Linked DNA regions of Mus musculus: region 2 is linked to region 1. A link is a contact called in public promoter capture Hi-C data. All regions are on one chromosome and are shown on one strand. Each heading gives the region's core, a stretch centred on a gene start, on an enhancer-like site or on the middle of the called end of the contact. The rest is flanking DNA. Distances are from core to core; before and after follow the strand shown.

What was found. Promoter capture Hi-C pulls out the DNA fragments that hold promoters and counts their contacts.
Region 2: a contact with region 1 is called in a promoter capture Hi-C map of stem cell-derived epiblast-like cells, with 3 times the contacts expected there. The contact joins the promoter of Zfp799 here to the promoter of A530088E08Rik in region 1. A contact is called at or near these places in 3 of 39 promoter capture datasets (cranial neural crest, hippocampal neurons and stem cell-derived epiblast-like cells).

Annotation. Positions count from the first base shown.
Region 1 is chr17:32,401,317-32,405,098 of GRCm38.p6, reverse strand. A530088E08Rik (RIKEN cDNA A530088E08 gene) reads right to left here and starts at 2,085. Exons shown (of 1, transcript NR_029458.1): 1 at 291-2,085. Rasal3 (RAS protein activator like 3) reads left to right here and starts at 1,518. Exons shown (of 18, transcript NM_001374604.1): 1 at 1,518-1,578; 2 at 1,700-2,043. The coding sequence starts at 1,716.
Region 2 is chr17:32,828,883-32,832,509 of GRCm38.p6, reverse strand. Zfp799 (zinc finger protein 799) reads left to right here and starts at 2,249. Exons shown (of 4, transcript NM_177359.5): 1 at 2,249-2,421. The coding sequence starts at 2,419.

The DNA.
Region 1 (3,782 bases), core at 836-3,335:
AGAGAGAGAGAGAGAGAGAGAGACGAGCATGCGCGTACGCGTGAATGCATGCTCGCTCACGCAAGTGGGTACAAATGTCCAAGGACGCATGAGCTCCCTTGGAACTGGAGTTCCAGGCAGTTGATAACTGTCACAGATTTAAGGAACTGAACAGTTTCTGGTCCTCTATAAGGACAGCCACACACTTCACTACGGAGCTGTCTCTCCAGCCCCAAGTCTGTGGCTTGTCATGTTGTCACATGCTTGGTTCTCAACTTCTCACTACTTTACTTTTCTTTCTTTCTTTCTTTCTTTCTTTCTTTCTTTCTTTTTTTTCTTCCTTCCTTCCTTTCTCTTTCTTTCTTTCTCTCTTTCTTTCTTACTTTCTTTCCTTCTTTCTTTCTTCTTTAGTTTTTTTATTCTTTGATACAGGGTCTTGCAGGAGAGCCCTGGCTCCCCCTTGAACTCACAAGCTTCCTGCCTCAGATTCCTAAGTACTAGATTTTTATGTGTGTGTGTAGTTATCACTCTGAGTAAAGGTTAGGACTCTATACTAGATGACTGAACTCACACAGGGTATACTCTTCAGCTTTTGCTTTTGTTCCGCACTGTGATTCGTCTGACATCATTAGTTAAAGAATTTATTCATTTTCCTTGCTATACGATACTCTTCGGTGTGGAAATGTCACTGAGTATTTGTCCAGCTGTCAGTGGACACCTGGGGTCTATGGAGTCCTTAGGTGCAGTGTTGGTGGCCATGTCTATTGGATGTCTGCCTAGCAGGGGAAATACTGGATCTGAGGAGAGCCACATAACCATGCTAGAACAAGGACTGGAGGTGTGGCACAATGAGGGCTACAACTGTCACGAACATGCAATCTTTAGTTCTAACTTAACACTGGTTTGGGGAACGTCTAGCCAAGAGTCCAAGGCCAGCCTGGGCTACAACACATGCCGTGAGCTCAAGGCCCGGTCTGTATAATAAAAAATGAAAAGACGGCTAGGCATGTGGCTAAGTAATAGAGCATAGGCCTTGCACCCAGGCCCTAGGTTCCACTCCCAAGGTGGAGGGGCTGGTGAATGGCTCAGCGGGTAATGTCACTTGCCATGTACGATCCGGAGTTCCAGCCTCCAATCTCACACAAAGGTGGGAGAGAACTGACTCTACCTCCACATGGCTGTCCTTTGATCACCATATGAGCACTATAGCATCCACACACACACAAATAATAAATCCATTCCAATAAAATTGTGGCAGCTTCCCTACATAAGTGAGTCTTTCCACACTCCGGCCACCAGGAGACTTTAGGGGGCCTTGCTAGCCAGCATTTATCCAAGATGTTCCCATTTCACAGAAGGCAACTGAAGCTCAAAGAGAAGTATGTACTGCCTCCTAGACCTTCTCGTCAGAAGCCAGAACTGCCAACCTCTCTTCCACCCCGCCACCTCCGCATCCTGCCCCCATCATGCCCTCCCAGCCTGACTGTAAAGGGGGGGGGGCGGGGGAGACAAGACAGGGTCACGTGGAGCTAGGTTCTGAGGAAGGAAGCTAGGCACAGTACAGACGGCTGCTGGTTCTGGACTGGCCAGGAAATCAAGGTAAGGGAGGGTGTACGTGTGGCATCCTCAAGTATGTTCCTGGAGGCGAAGCTGAGAAGAGACCAGGGAAGATGAAGCCAGAATGTGGGCAGACAATGTTCAGAACCTTTTGGTCTCGCAGCAGAGACTCCTCCGCCATGGACCCACCGTTGCAGAGTGAAGAAGATTCCCAAACGCAGCCCTCGCTGCCCTCTCCGCTGACATCCTACCGCTGGCACACTGGAGGCAGTGGGGAAAAGGCTGCTGGAGGGTTCCGCTGGGGCCGCTTTGCAGGCTGGGGAAGGGCCCTGAGCCATCAGGAGCCCATGGTGAACAGCCAGCCAGCCCCCAGATCTCTGTTTCGTCGGGTCCTCTCTGCACCCCCTAAGGAGTCACGGTCCAATCGCCTCCGGTTTTCCAAGACCCTGTGGGGAAGGCACAAGAACGTGGCACCACTGGAACCCAAGCCAAATCCGAAGGCCCCAGGTACGCTCTCCCCCAATCCAGCTGGGGCTAGGCTGGGTGGCCGGAAGCCTGGGTGTTTGTCTGTCAATCTAGCATCAGCCCTCTAGACACAGGAAGTTGTGGGGAGTATGAAAGCCCAGCAGGAAGCGGCTGGGGCCCCTAGCAGCGCTCATCTCTCTTTCCCCCTAAACTGGGGCGAGGAAGACTGGCAGGACCCGTAGGCAGCTGGGGTTCAGCTGAGAAAGGAGCATTGAATGGATGCATGCACCTTAGTACTGTGAGGATGTCTAATTGTTCTTGGCACTGACGGTTGTTGTCTTCGGTATCCAGTAGACCAAGCCGTTGGCTACATGTGGATTTGAGCTGCCATATATACATAGCCTATGTCTTACTTTGTTTCCTTGAATGTGAAATTCCCCTTCTCTGCCTTAAAGACAACATTCATTCATTCATTCATTCATTCATTCAAGCAGATGTTCATTCAGTGTGTGTGTGTGTGTGTGTGTGTGTCCTTTATCACAACACGTGTTGAGGTCAGAGGACAACCTGCATTTATTTATTTATATTAGAAAGGAGCAAGCAAGCCATGGTTCCTGGAGTCAAAGGACAACTTTCAGGAGTCAGTTCTCTCCTTCAATTACGTGAGTCCTGGGGATCAAACTCAGACAGCCTTGGAGGCAAGCACCTTTATTTGCTGAGCCATCTTGCTGGGCCAAGCAGAAGTTTTTTGAGCATCGAATTGGTCCCTGAGTGAAGCACTAAGGAGAGATGTCAGCAAAGCAGATGACACTCCCTGCCCTGTGGAGTTCACGTTGTAGTGGGTGGGGGAGGAACAGTTACAAACCTGCTGCAAAATGAGAACTGGGAGACTAGTGGACACTAGGAAGATTAGAGACCAGGGCCTAGCATATACTAAGAGATCCAATTGTAGGAAAGAGTTAGGGCCTCGGATGTGGCTCGGTGATAGAGCACTTGCTTAACATGGGAGGGGTTGTGGGATTGTGGGTTTTACACCCACCACCAAGAAAAAAAGAAGAGTTGTATGTATCACCTCTAGTGGTAAAATCGGGTTGAAAATACACCTAAAAGGTTGGTTCCGGGCTGGAGAGATGGCTCAGTGGTTAAGAGCTCTGACTGCTCTTCTGAAGGTCATGAGTTCAAATCCCAGCAACCACATGGTGGCTCACAACCATCCATAATGAGATCTGATGCCCTCTTCTGGTGTGTCTGAAGACAGTTACAGTGTACTTACATATAATAAATAAATAAATCTTTAAAAAAAAGAAAGATTGGTTGAGCTGGCGTTTGCTGGAAGCTCATGGTTAGTTCAGCTCTTTTCCTGGAAAGTTTTGAAATGCCTTCCATTCATCAGGGTTAGGACTACTAAAATCCCAGCACTTGGAAGGCAGGAGCAGGAAGATGATCAGTCTTGAGTTCTAGGCCTGCGTAAGCCATGTAACAAGGCTTTATCTCAAAACAACTGAGGCTCTGGCGAGGTGACCGGCAAGTCAAAGCACCTGGTGGAAACCCTGAGCCCACATGGCCAAGGAGAGACTGACACCTAAGTGTTGCCCTTCCCCTTCCTGAACCCACACAAATAAATCAATAAAGTCAAGCTGTTCTCCGGCCTCCACTTGTGCCATGGCAAATGTGTGTGCACAAGCACAAACTAAATAAATGTCATAGAAACAGCTCAGCCTTCATGTTATATTTAGAAAAGTGGTTTCATATTATGGGGATTTTTTTTTCCAAGATAGGCT
Region 2 (3,627 bases), core at 1,000-3,499, 430 kb before region 1:
AGCCCCAAGTTTGATTATTTGTTGCCATCTACTCCTCTTGGGTGAATTTGTTTCCTTTTGTCCTAGAGTTTTTAGGTGTGCTGAAAGCTGCTAGTGTATGCTCTCTCCAGTTTCTTTTTGGAGGCACTCAGTGCTATGAGTTTTCCTCTTAGCACTGCTTTCATTGTGTCCTATAATTTGGGGTAATGTTGTGCTTTCATTTTCATTAAATTCTAAAAAGTTTTTTCTTTATTTGTTCCTTGTCCAAGTTATCATTGAGCAGAGTGTTGTTCAGCTTCTATGGGTATGTCGGCTTTCTGTTGTTTTTGTTGTTGTTGAAGACCAGCCTTAGTCCATGGTGATCTGATAGGGTGCATGAGATTATTTCAGTCTTCTTGTATCTGCTGAGGCCTGTTTTGTGATGGATTATATGGTCAGTTTTGGAGAACATACCATGAGGTGCTGAGAAGAAGGTATATCCTTTTGTTTTAGGATGAAATATTCTGTAGATATCTGTTAAATCTATTTGGTCCATAACTTCTGTTAGTTACACTGTGTCTCTGTTTAGTTTCTGTTTCCATGATCTGTCTATTGCTGAGAGTGGGGTGTTGAGCTTTAGTGAAGTTTCTTTTATGAATGTGGGTACCCTTGCATTTGGAGCATAAATGTTCAGAATTGAGAGCTCTTCTTGGTAGATTTTTCCTTTGATGAGTATGAAGTGTCCTTCCTTATCTTTTATGATAATTTTAGGTTGACAGTCAATTTTATTTGATATTAGAATGGCTACTCCAGCTTGTTTTGGGGACCATTGTCTTGGAAAATTGTTTTGCAACCCTTTTCTCTGAGGTAGTGTCTGTCTTTGACACTGAGGTGCAATTCCTGTATGCAGCAAAATTCTGGATTGTTTATGTATCCAGTCTGTTAGTCTATGTCTTTTTATTGAGGAATTGAGTCCATTGGTGTTAAGAGATATTAAGAAATAGTGATTGTTGATTCCTGATATTTTTGTTGTTTGAGGTGGAATTATGTTTGTGTGGCTGTCTTCTTTTGGGTTTGTTGAAAGAAGATTACTGTCTTGCTTTTTCTAGGGTGTACTTTCCTTTCTTGTGTTGGAGTTTTCCTTCTATTATCCTTTTTAGGTCTGGATTTTTGGAAAGATATTGTGTAAATTTGTTTTTGTCATGGACTATCTTGCTCTCTCCATCTATGGTAATTGAGAGTTTTGCTGGATATAGTAGCCTGGGCTGGCATTTGTGTTTTCTTAGGGTCTGTATGACATCATATTTCTTACTGTCTTAGCTGAAGAATCAAAAAAGGAAAAAAAAATCTAATGAAGGTAGAGATCTCTGTAGAAGAGGCAGTGTAATGTTTGTAAGACCAGAGGAGATGGGTGACTTCAAGAAAACAGTGTTTTCCAGATAAGCAGGGTTGGTGCACATAAGAACTCAGAGAGACAGTGGCTACATGTACAAGACCTACATAAGTTCAATAAAGTTAGACAAAAATCCCAGCCCAGGGAAGGGGAAGTGGTAGCAAAGTCCCACTCCTAATCAAGATGCTAGGAGAGCGAAAATTGTTTTTCCTTAATGGAGTGACACAGGGAACATCAACCACACTCCAAATGAGGCCCCGTATGTGGGAGCAGCTGGCCAACACAAAGCAGAAATTTGTTGTCGCTTGCTTGTTTGATGAGATGATACATGAGGGGGTTTGGAAGACCTGTGCTTTTGAGGAAGGAGGCTGATTATTTTTATTTTTTTCATTTTATTATTTTGTGTGTGTGTGCAGGTATATTTTTCCTGCAGGTATGGTTTGTGCACCCATTGCATGCATGGTGCCCTTGGAGGCAAAAATAGGGCATCAGGCATCAGATCCCCTGGAATTAAGAGTTACAGACAATTGTGAACCACGATGAGGTTCTGGAAAGCCAACCCGAGTTCTCCAGAAGAACTTCAAAGGAGCCATCTCCCTAGCCCCAACCCTTTGACTTTTGCCCTTCTGGGATCATCAAAATATCTTGTGTGGTGATATTGAAACATGAGCTATAAATAAATGTACCAAAAAGGAACGATAAAAGTAGTGCATCTGAGAAAAAACCTTGGTGGGGCCAGGTGCTCTCCAGAGTAGGAACCAGGGTCAACTGTGAAGTCTTCCAGGGAGGAAGGAGATGTTTCTATTGTCACTCAGGATTCAGGAGGCAGGCTCACGGATTGTTGGCCAATCAAGGAGAACGTTTGGTAGCTGTGTGAACTGCCCAATGAGGAGTTTCGGTCTTCGGTGACGTAGAAAGCACAACATTTGGGGTGCCATTGTGTGTCCCCGCCATATTGTCGTCCTGTGTCTTTGACTGCGGCCCCCAGGTCTCTCTCCTCGGTATCTCTGTCCCCCCTACTGACAGCGGGAATCGCAGGAGGTCACCTGGACACCCGGTGACTGGAAATGGTGCGTGCGCAGGCTGTAGGGAGGAGGCTACTGTAAGCGGAGGCGGCAGTGGGGACGCGGCCTTCCAGGGCAGCTGAGTCTGCATCTCATCTGCTCTGCTGGGCCGCGCTGCCCGGGTCCCTCTGGATGGAGCTGGACCAGCAGGCAGAGCTGCGGTCCTGTCCTTTGCTGAGAGCTCAGTGCTGCGGGGTCTCAGGTCAGCTGGGCGCTTGCAGCCTGCGTCTCCGCAGTCTGGGAGGTGTAGGCGGAGAGTCGTGGGGAACCGTGGGTTTGGGCTCTTGTAAGGGGATTTGTAGGAAAACCGCGAGGTGAGCCCGGGTTCTATGCACGTTGTCAAAAAAAAAAAAAAAAAAAAAAAAAAAAAAAAAAAAGTAGGCTGCATTTATGTCTGCTCAGTGTCCCAATTTACTTAACAGTCAGTCATTTCTCAGCCTTTATCGGCTAGGATTTGATGAGTACACCTGGTTATCCTTGAGAGCTGGCCATTGGCAACCACGATGCATTTATCCCTATCTTAAGTATTACTATCAATAGGCAGGTAACACATGACCATTTAACACAATGGTATACAAAGTGCAAGTTACTAAATGGTTAGAAAGGCTGAAAATATAGGAGGTTCTCAAGTTGGAGGCAGAGAACTGGTAAGACTTATCAGTGAGGGTGTAGAATGTCCAATGCACGTTCCGAGCACAGGCTGTTGTTAGAAGGCCTGTTTGAAGTGAGCTGAGGTCCTAGAGCTGGAGTCCTAGGGTAGAGACGGGGCTTTTCCTGTGATAAGTTTTCTGGCTTTTGACAATTGACCCTATGACCCGTCAACCAGCTTGTTGCAGTTTCTATAGTCTCAGGCAGGGGGTTATATCTGGTTAGGCTGGTGAGTTTTATGTGCATGTATATATGATTTGGTATATTGTCAGGCGTCATTATTGAGACAGATTATTAAATTGTGCCTTTATTTGTTCTTTGTTGATATTGATATTCAGAATAAACCAGTGCAGAGTTTTTGCTTAACAAAACAGTCATGTAGGCCAGAAAGCTGATAGTTCCCAAAGCACAGAGTATCCCAGAACAGCCCCACCCCACCCTGTCTTCTCTCACATTTCAGTGACATCCGCTAGTCCTATGAGAACATGCCTATGGGTTTCACTCAAGGGAAGTTTCCTCTAAATTCCATGACTTGTATTCTTAGCCTAAGGATTCTTATAACTC